Regions from separate parts of the Mus musculus genome. Here all the other regions are linked to region 1. The links are chromatin contacts, called in public promoter capture Hi-C maps. All regions are on one chromosome and are shown on one strand. Each heading gives the region's core, a stretch centred on a gene start, on an enhancer-like site or on the middle of the called end of the contact. The rest is flanking DNA. Distances are from core to core; before and after follow the strand shown. Region 1 holds the start of Gask1b (golgi associated kinase 1B). Region 2 has its middle 32 kb from the start of Gm29808. Region 3 has its middle 33 kb from the start of A830029E22Rik.

Evidence for each region. Promoter capture Hi-C pulls out the DNA fragments that hold promoters and counts their contacts.
Region 2: a contact with region 1 is called in a promoter capture Hi-C map of embryonic stem cells, with 6 times the contacts expected there. The contact joins the enhancer-like site here to the promoter of Gask1b in region 1. A contact is called at or near these places in 10 of 39 promoter capture datasets (the 3T3-L1 cell line, the C10 cell line, embryonic stem cells and 5 more).
Region 3: a promoter capture Hi-C map of hippocampal neurons shows a contact between it and region 1, with 6 times the contacts expected there. The contact joins the enhancer-like site here to the promoter of Gask1b in region 1. A contact is called at or near these places in 5 of 39 promoter capture datasets (the C10 cell line, embryonic stem cells, hippocampal neurons and 2 more) and 2 of 9 other capture datasets (embryonic stem cells and liver).

Annotation. Positions count from the first base shown.
Region 1 is chr3:79,884,611-79,888,106 of GRCm38.p6, forward strand. Gask1b (golgi associated kinase 1B) reads left to right here and starts at 1,320. Exons shown (of 4, transcript NM_133187.3): 1 at 1,320-2,520. The coding sequence starts at 1,617. Gm36569 (a long non-coding RNA gene) reads right to left here and starts at 2,196. Exons shown (of 3, transcript XR_375740.1): 1 at 1,486-2,196.
Region 2 is chr3:80,957,423-80,960,984 of GRCm38.p6, forward strand. No RefSeq gene overlaps it. Among named protein-coding and RNA genes, the nearest start is that of Gm29808, 32 kb to the right of the region's middle. Within about 2 kb of position 1,424, at least 63 of the 459 cell types and tissues checked have an H3K27ac peak or open chromatin away from gene starts, as enhancers often do.
Region 3 is chr3:81,833,515-81,836,997 of GRCm38.p6, forward strand. No RefSeq gene overlaps it. Among named protein-coding and RNA genes, the nearest start is that of A830029E22Rik, 33 kb to the left of the region's middle. Within about 2 kb of position 1,982, at least 56 of the 459 cell types and tissues checked have an H3K27ac peak or open chromatin away from gene starts, as enhancers often do. A contact at or near this core is called in embryonic stem cells and hippocampal neurons, where this site is marked.

The DNA.
Region 1 (3,496 bases), core at 70-2,569:
GTCTACCTTTCCTGGCCGTTTTACCCCCATCGAGAACTGGTGGGAGACAAGAGTTAGTCTGCAAACAGCCCAGATGTAAGGTAAGTTGCAGGCCCTGGACTCTGGCGTCCAGTTTCCCCTTCCCAACTCCGTGGGGTCAGGCAGGGGTCAGTGGGCACTCCTCATTTTTCTAAGGTATTTATTTGGCAACAGGGTCTCCGCCAACTCCAGCAAAACACTTCAGATCACTTCAGCTTCCCAAGGCTGCCATTTCTGTGTCGCTTAGCAAATGAGACACTAGGGGGCTCCCAGGGGCTGAAAGGAGCAGAAAGTTGTTTGAATGAAAACTGGGTCTGAGCTGTGTTTGGAGAAATTCAAAATTAAATTTTATTTTTTATTTTTTTAGTCATCTTTAAAAAGAACCTCACGTGTCTGAAAACGGCGCAGCAGCCAGTTTACAAATCATTTTGCTCCGCTGTTAGAAGGCGGCAGCTTTTAAGGCTGAGCCGAGATGTTTGAAAGGTGGAACACCCTTGGCCATGAAATATGTTCTCCTTACGTGCCTCAGCCTTTCAAAGTTCTGTGCATTAGAGTCAGGAATTCCATTCTTCCTGGAGCTAAGCGTGGGGCCAGCTGTGTAAGTAAAGTTTTGTTTTTCTTCTTAAACAACTTTTTCCCTCTATTTAAAAATGTGAAGAAAAAGGCAAAAAAAACAACAACAAAAAAAAAAACAACAAAAAAAAACCCACCAAAAAACCTAGATATTCTTTTCTTTCATTTTTGCTCTCTTTAGTGGAAAGAAAAGGAATAAAAAGTTGTGTGTGTGTGTGTGTGTGTGTGTGTGTGTGTGTGTGAGAGAGAGAGAGAGAGAGAGAGAGAGAGAGAGAGAGAGAGAGAGAACTCACCCTTTTCAAGCTATATAAACATCAAGGGGTAGTTAAATAACAATTTTAGATATGGAATATATTGTGAAAACAATGTGGAACATTAGTTAAGAGAATATGTTTAAATATGAACTCACTACTTGATATTTTTGTAATATATATCTTACAAAAGTTAGGGTGTCTATAAAAATCTTAAAAAGTATTTATTTCTTTTCTTATTTCTGAATCACAAAAAGGGGGTCTGCAGGGGATCCTGGTTGATGACTTTTAAGAGTTTTGCTTCTCAGATGTAGTGGCTTTAACTGTGAGCTAGCAAACGCTCTTTGCAGCTTGTCTTCATTACTTTAAAGTAAAATCAGACTCACACACCTATCTTGCTTCCGCATTTTAAACTTTACACCAAACTTGGTAGAATTTGTGGAAGGAAAGGGTTACTCGCCTCTTTCCTCTTGTAGAGGAACTGAAATGGGTTGAGTTAGTGATTCAGTCAACTCTTGTTTCCATTCATTCCCAGAGTCAGCCCTCCTTTCTCCTGGGAAAGGCTGATAGGAGTTTAAAAGGCTTGCGGTGGCCAGTTCACAAAGCGTTCCCAGAACCCGCAGCAGCGACCCTTCTCTTTTACCTCTCTGCCTGTTGGAGACCACTTAGATAGCGAAGCGGACTGGACGGCTGGATTCAGGAAGCCATGAATCATGTCACCCGGAGCCAGCTGCAGACTTTAAACTCAGTTCAGCATGTGGAAGCGGCAGAGAAATGACCTGTCCAGACAAGCCGGGGCAGCTCGTAAACTGGTTTGTCTGCTCTCTGTGCGCCCCACGAGTGTGTAAACTTTGGAGTAGTCGGCGTCCCAGGACCAGACGGAACCTCCTGCTGGGCACTGCCTGTGCCATCTACCTGGGCTTTCTGGTGAGCCAGGTGGGCAGAGGTTCCTTTCAGCATGGGCAGGCGACTGACAGGGGACCACCCAACGGTCACGACATCTTCAAGGTACCCTTCTCTGAGATTCCCCTGGATGGTACCCTGGCCCCTCCAGAGTTGCAGGGCAATGGAAGCACTTTGCAGCCCAACGTGGTGTACATTACTCTACGCTCCAAGCGCAGCAAGCCTGCGAATATCCGTGGCACGGTGAAACCCAAGCGCAGGAAGAAGTATGCGGTGGCATCTGCAGCCCCTGATCAGGAGGTGCTGGTTAGACCATCCCTTATACAGCAGGAAGCTGCACGGGCAGCAGATGCTGAAGTACCTGGCTATGTTCAGGGTTACCTAACCAAGGTTGGTGAACGACCCTGGAGGGTGCTGCGTGGTCCTGGAGTCAGAACTAGAGGTTCAAACTTGCAGCAGCCTAGGGCCCGAGAGAGCAACATTAGGATTTATAGCGAGAGCGCCCCCTCATGGCTGAGCAAAGAAGACATCCGCAGAATGCGCCTCCTGGCTGATAGTGAGGTGGCTAGCATCCTACCTATCTCTAAGAGTGGTACCCGCTTGCTGGTGTTGGAAGGGAGCACCTCAGGCTCTGTGCCTGGCTGCGGGCCTAGCCCCTGTGGGCTTCTCAAGCAGCCGCTGGACATGAGTGAAGTGTTCGCCTTCCACCTGGACAGGATCCTGGGTCTCAACAGGACCCTGCCATCTGTGAGCAGGAAATTAGAGTTCATCCAAGGTAACAGATTCACTTGCTTCTTATTTGCAGCTGCTGGGGATTTGGGATCGTTTTCTCCTTTCCCCCACTCTCTCTGAATTATTTTCCCCACCCATGTTTCCCATTTGGACAGCAGCAGCAGCAGTAGCGTCATTTTTCCATACGCGTGGCATTCTTCTATTTCCCAGTCTGGGGATATTAGAGTTCTAATGCACAGCTGTGCTGGGCATGTGAGGGAAAGCCCACACTGCAATCTTTGCTCTCCGTTTCTCTCTGTGCACTTTTTCGTGGCATGTTAAATCTAATTAAAACTAGTGACAGTTTGCACGATGACAGGAAGCCAGGGTACAGAGCTTGCTGACAGCCTTGCATAGAACCTTACAGGTTTCTATGGAAACTTCCTTCCTAGGATGGTTTAAAGAGTAAGGGGTTGGGGGGTGGGGCATAGAAATGATGTCTCAGTGGTTAAGAGCACTCAGTGCTTTTGCAAATCACACACACACACACACACAGACACAGACACACACACACATACACACACAGGGTGTTTCACAACCGCCTGTAATTCATGGGTATCCAACACTGTCTTCTGACCTCTGTTGGCATCAGGCATGAGTGTGGTACACATCCACATATGAAGACAAACACTTCTATGCATAAAATAAAGATTAAATATTCTAAAAATTAAGAGGAAAGTGGTTATCTTTCCTCAGCAAATAGTCTTTGTCAGAGGCTCAGACAGAACTGACCACATGAGAGCTAACTCTTTTACCTCGACTGTCACCAATGGACTCAGCCTCTTTAATAAATAAAGAGCATAAAAATCATAGGTGCATTTAGAGTGTAGACTAACTAGCCATGTGACTTCTTCAAGCTTCACTATTTACAGAGCCCCATGTGTCCTCCTGTAACACAAAGGTTGTGTCTAGGGCATGTGGCCACTAACTGAAGTACAGCTTTGCAGTGCTGGTCTATGGAAATGATCTTGCCACACAGA
Region 2 (3,562 bases), core at 174-2,673, 1.1 Mb after region 1:
TGGAATCAAGATTTGAATATTAACCTAATAAAAAAAGGAACCATGCCTGCTGTGGTGGCTATTCTTGGTTGTGAACTTGACCACATCTGGAATTAACAAACCCAAGCAGCTGGGTATACCTGTGAGGGATATTTTTTTTGTAATTAAATCATTTAAAGTGGGGAGACTCACTTTGAATCAGGACCTTTGAAGTGGGAATATGTACCTTTAATCCAGATCATTGGAGGTGGGAAGGTCCTCCTTTAACCCGGGCTACATCTTCTGTTGGTAGCCTATATAAAGGGCAAAGAATAAGGAAATTGACTCTGTCTGCTTGTTTTCATTCTTGCTGGCAAGTTTTATGCCTTCACTGGAATCAGAGCCTACTTTCCAGGATTCCAGAATATACTGAAGACCAGTGAAGACATCTAGCCTCTTGGCCTAAGCAATTACTAGATTCTTGGACCTTCTGTTTTTAGGCAGCAGCTGTTGGACTAGCTAGACCACAGTTTGTAAGCCACTCTAATAAATTCCCTTCATACACACACACACACACACACACACACACACACACACACACAGATACACACACACACACACACACACATACATTCTGCCATGTTTGTTCCTCTAGAGAACCCTGACTAAGACACTTCTTTTTCTGTTTTCTGACAGAATTATATCTAACTGGTCGTGGTTCTTATTTATATTAATTCTTTGAATATTTATGAAGATATGCTAGCAATTGTATATTGGGGGTTGGGATTTTCATTGTAGGAAGGGATTTGGATACTATATTTAATTTTTCCCGTTAAACTGGATAATGTTTGTCCTGTAGTCTCTGAATAATTATTGGATATGTCTATGTACCAAACGATGTATCCAAAGCATGTTAGGAACCCTTTGACCTGAGTTTATGGTAATGGAACAAGGTAAGAAATGTGTGTTCTTATAGAATTCACATTTTGAAGGGGAGACAGATTTTCCAGCAATACAGCAATAAATACAATATTTCAGTTATGATTAATTCTAAGTAGATGTTTCTATTGCCATGGGAGTGGAAAAGTTGAAAATGGAAAGCTTTGATTTAATCTAGATATATTAGGAGTGTTTTTTATGAGTAATTTATATAAATTATTGTGTTTTCAACTTGAATTTAAGCCATTCCTTTCGTTTTTAAAATATATTCTTAATGTAGTTGTTCTTTTCTGTGCTACACTTCTACCTTGGACTCTGAATGCAATTATATCTCTAGTTCAGTACAAAATATCCTGATTACAAGAGAAACCCTGTTTTCTATGTGTCCTACCATTGGGACAGCTGATTTCATTATCTTGGCTGCCATTGCCTCTCCCTACCACATGGTGTCTCTGTTGACAACTGGACAGCCATAGCCACTGAGCCTTGCACCTCCTAAGAAGGGTGGCATTTTGAAATCAACATTGCAGGGATTTTGAAGTCTTGCTACTGGTTGCTATTAACCATAGCTGTTGGCAGCCATGGCCCAGACTCTGCTAGCACTGTTCGAGAAATATTCCCAGCAGTGTCTTGGCAGATGAGAAACACTATTATAGGCCTATGTAGATTTAGTTAGCTCTTGTATTTCTCAAGACTCTGGGAGTCTTGGATATCTCTTTTTACTGTTTACCGTGGTAAGAGATAACTAACCATTTATTTGGTTTCTAATACCAGCCAAACACAGAAAATACCTATGGATTCCATTTGCTACTAGGGAGAATAATTTGTTCAGAATGATCTGGGAACCTGCTTTCCAATTTCTGGGAGACTTATCCTCCCAGGGATTCCATAGATGACTTTCTAGCATTTCCATCACAGCAAAACAAAGGCAGAATCAAAAACATATAAAAGGTTGTTTTATTAAACCCCTTTTTATTCTAGGTAGCATTGCCAAGGGGGAAGTATTAATTGATTCTAATATTAGAAAAATGCTCATGCATCCAATCATAGCAACCAGACTGTTCCTCGGGGCTTTACCTCTTATTGTTCTTGTCCTTCCTCGATCAATTTCAGTTTGTCTATATCTTTTCAAAAATGCAGTGACCAAAAGTGCCACAATATCCAAATAACTAGCTAGTGAATGCATAATGTAGCACACAGATTGCTTCCAAATGTTCTGCACATTGTTCTGCTTAATAAATTCCAGAATCATAGCGTTGCAGTTTAGTGTTAGCCTCAGGTCTTTCTTGTCTGTGTCCGTAGTCACAACTTCCAATATTTTTATTCCTTTACTACAATTTTATTTTGTTTCAGAATCCAGCATTTTTGTTAATGTCATTTTGACTCTTCTTTGAACATTCCAGAAAAATGCTGAGATTTCCAGATGCCAATATACCTGACGCCCAACCCCTACGCATGTGCTAGTTATTCAGTAGTTTCAAAACTGAGTTCTTTAATAACTACTGTGTAGTTTTCTAAATATATCATAACTCTAATGGAAAAAAGCATCTTTGAGACAATAGGTCACAATGTTCTTCTGATTTTCACAATGTTCTTCTGATCCTGGGAAAAAGTAATTATGTTTTTCTCCCACTTGAGTAAAAATGCAATAATTCTGTTCAAGACAAAAAACAATTCTATGTCCTCCTACAAGTTCTATAAGAACCACTCAATGAAAAAAAAAAACAAAAACAAAAAAACACTTCTTCCTACAATGTGCTATAAGAACAACTCCATTGAAAACACTCTTCCTACAGTGTGCTATAAGAACAATCTACTGCAAAGATATCCTCCTACAATGTGCTATAAAACAACTCCTTTGAAAACAGTGTCCTCCTACAATGTGCTACTACTAAAGAAAGCCTTGGCTTTCATGTCTGAAAGCAAACAGATTGATCCAACATTCCTGAATATCCCTGGTTGTTTCCTAAGCTTCTGTCTGTAAATTTTAAAGCATATTGCACTGTTTTAAAAACAAAATAAATTCAATTTGCTCATCTAAAAGTCACAGAATCAAGTATAGCCAGGAAGCTTAAATTTTATTGGCAGTCATTAAATAAGCACCACAATAAGTAATGTGGAGCTTAGGCAATTTTTAAAGAGATTCATCCAAAATCAATGATCAAAATTAAATTAACAACTAGTTAATGGTTGTAAATTATAAGGTCCTTTTTTTCTCCATACAACGCTGTCTCTACACTTCACACATCAATTTGATGTGAAATTTAAATAATACAGTTAATATACATTGCCAATTACTCCTTTGTGGGTATGGTATATTTTTACCCTTCAGTGAGCTCCAAATTAGCACTTCAACAAAGGGTCTTGTGGAAGTGGAATTGAGAGTCAGCAAATTATTTAGCTAGGATTTCCTGCTCACTAGCTTCGAATGACGTCCACCTATGAAGAATCCAAAGGGAGTCTAGGAAGTAGGACAGACTTGTGACTCTCCTCTGCCACCAACACTGAGAACTGTAGCAGGTTTCATCATTCAGCTTTTTCTACTTCCTGCTTCTGCTCAATGATACAAATGGCAGTCATGAAGTGTCCTGCCTTGTCGTCTCTTTGAATCTCTGGTTATTCTGATCTCTTCCAATTGTTTGCAGCATTGAGGATGGTAGCTAAT
Region 3 (3,483 bases), core at 732-3,231, 1.9 Mb after region 1:
TGCACAGTGCAGCTTTATTCCGGCTGTTAGATACAGTGTGAATACAAATAATTATTGTACCAAGAAAGAGAAGAAACTATGGACTTCAGGCTTTAGATGTCAACATTTTATCAAAAGTGATGATAAAATCGGGCAGAAACAAACTAGATTCTTTAAGTTGGAACAACAAAAGTCTAGGTTATCGTATCTTGAGGATAAATCATCTTCTAATCTCAGCCATGAGAATTATACCATATATTACCCCTGCAACAAGCTTTGTTCAAATTTCAGACCTGTCTCCTTTATTAGCTATGTGACTTTAGAATGGACAATTCAAAGATTCCATTTTCTCATGCTGATGGTACAAAGTGTGCATAGAATATTTACAAAGTTTTCTCTTTTTTTTCTCAGTGTGACCTCTGACTCTGAAAGAGCACCTATCCTTCCTTTCTTCTGATTGTCTCCTCCATCCTTAAAATTCTGAGAAGACTAGAAAATTAAACTGATTTTAGCAAAGTTAAGTTTGAATACTTCAATATATATTGGGTCTCTATGCTGAGTGTTTCTAAGAGTACAAGTTGTTTAGTACCTCAAGGAGATGGAGAAAGAAGAGCAGGGGAAGAGAATAAAGAGGACACACTAAAGAAACAAAGAACTAAGCAACAAATACCACCTCACTACAGGGATCCTAATCCCCAGTCTTACAGAATTTCTTCCCCCTCTTCAGCAATGATCCCTGAGCCTTCGGGAGAGGTTGAGTGATACTGATGTGTCATTTAGAGTTGGTTGCTTTACTGTAGGTTTAATAGTAGTGGGTTTCTCTTTATTAATCTCCATCTACTGGATCAAAAGGGAGCTTCTCTGATGAGGGTTTAGAGAGGCATTAATCACTGAAGAGTTAAGACTTTACAGGTTAGTTTATTACTGTATCTATTGACAACACCATTGCACACACGAATTCACAGTTCACAGACAACCTGCACAAGGTCAAGAGAGATAAAGTCCAAGCATGAATGGAGGATGAGCTACAAAACATTTACAGTTTTCAAGGCTAAAATCATGTTTAGACCTATTTCCAGTTAAAATGACAGCTCCTACACATGCATGCAAATAATATTATATGGACTGAGTTGGATATAAATACAATTCACTTATATGGATTTACGTTATATATATAAATATGGATGTAAATTTTACCTATAACATATATAAAAACATATTTATACATATAAGAACATATTTGTAACCTATATTACATATATAAATATATAATATAAAAATATATAAAAACAATTAAAGGAAAAGAAGCTATGGATTTGAGAGAGAAAAGAGGTTGATGGGAGTTGTTAGAGGATGAAAGAGGAAAGGAAAATAATATAATTATACTTTAATCCAAAAATTATTAATTTTAAAAGTGTCCTGTAGAACCAGCTGCTATTATGCATGGGAGAATATTTTATCATATGACGTTGGTGAAGGAGTATGGCAAGATATATATTTTTCAGCTCAGGTATGGGCAAGCAAAAAGCAAACAAGCAAGGTTGTATAAAATGACAATGTAAACAACTCAAAGCAACTTATAAGGCTTATGTTTTGGGAAACCAAACTGTAGGATAGGAAGTTCCTTAGGTGAATGATTCAAAACTATGGTTTCAAAGAACCTTGTAGGTTGCCATGAATCTTCATTAAAATATTTTAACTTAATGGAATATATTAAACTAATCATCCAGAAATACCATGCTCTGATTCAAAGCAAAACTTGTGCATTTTCAAGACTTATTTTTTGAACAATAAAAATAAAGGTAACTTTTACTACCTTTATTTTATGTTATAGGATATATGAACTAACTCCTCGTGCCAAGCCCTACAAATCAAATGTAAATGAGGGTAAAGTGCGGGAGACAAATAGTCTCCTCCCCCCCCCCCCCTCATGTCCAGACAGTCTTGGAGAGGAGCTGTGGGTCTGTGTACCAGAGGCTTTGCACGGAGAACTCTGGCCCTGCCTGGTGTGAGAATTCCAGCGAGGGGAAGCAGTGCAGGCAGGGAGGGGAAGTCCCTTCTGCCAGTTCTGCGGCTGCAGTTGACTCCACCTTGTCTCTGCCATGCCTTCTAGGTTTAAAGATTTCTCCTTGCTGCCCTGCAAGTAGGGCTGGGCCAACAACAGACTGACCAGGCAGTGAGGAGTGCAGCAGAGCTTTAGGCAGCACTTGGGGAGAGCAGACCTTTTCCAAAATGTTACAGCTCTCAGAACAGAAGGCTCAGACGATGGAGTAGTTCTCCTACACTTTTAATCCTTCCGGATAGGATTTTTACATACAGCTTTGGTGTGGGTAAGGGTCTGAAAACAAATGCTTCTCGTTGGTTTGGTATGAGAGCTTTGGGGAAACCTTATTTGCATGTGGGAGGGCTTGGTGCTGCTCTGCGGGGGTGGGGTGGGGAGCTGTAGGAGGCTGTAGCTATGTGAGACAGCACACAGGAGACAGGAACCCAGGAGGCGTGGCTGAACATTTGTCATCCCATGCAGGTGGAAGTCTCCACCCATCTGGTCACCAGGGTTCCAGACCTTTGCTCAACCGGGGACCAGGCTGTCAGTGCACAGCCGACTGCTGCACAAGGAGCTATATCACCTGTGTTGATAATCATGTTAACTCTGAAACCAGCCTTGTAAATGTACCCTCTGCACTCACTCTCTCCAAACAAACTCTTCTCAGTTCAAGGCAGGACAGGATATGATTCTTGCGTGTCTTAAAGATGTTCCCTTTCTCTGCCCCACACCCGGCTTGTATATGGACTTCACTGCTTATTACTGTCTTCTAATTATTTCACACAAATCCCTGCCAAAACCCAGAAACGGCAGACCAAAGCTCATAAAGAATAGCGGGGGACATTTGCAGACTATGAAGGCTCACGTGAACAATTTTACTTTGTGTGTGGATGTGTTTGTGTCGATGCATGTGTATGCGTAGAAAAGTGTCCATGTGCATATCAGTCAGAGGACAACATTGCCTTCGGTTCCCTAGGCACTGTCCACCTTTTACTTGAGATAGGTCTCTCGGTGGCCTAGAAATTTGCCGAATAAGTAACAATAAGTTTCCAGGGATCCAGTGCCTCTACTTCACAAACTGTCATCTCTCCGGTGACACGTGTTTGCTGCTTTGTCTGGGGTTTTAGACAGGGTGTGGCGATCTGGACTCTGGTCCTTATACTTGCAAAGCAGGTATTCTCTCTACTGAGATGCCTTCCCAGGAGGTCTCACTTTAAAGTACATACTTTTGTCAGCTGTATTGGGTGAGGAAATTGAGTGAAACTTGATAACTTCACCCGTTCCAATATGATACTTGAAGACAAAACTGATAGAGCTTTTACAAAATCTCAACTCAAATTTCAACACCAGAAAGGAACAAACTGCACACTCTGGTCTGGTGAAGATAACATAGTTGAATTCCAAAAGAGCCGTGAGTACATAAAAACATTTTCAGCCGTCATGCTGCTTAATCTTTTGTT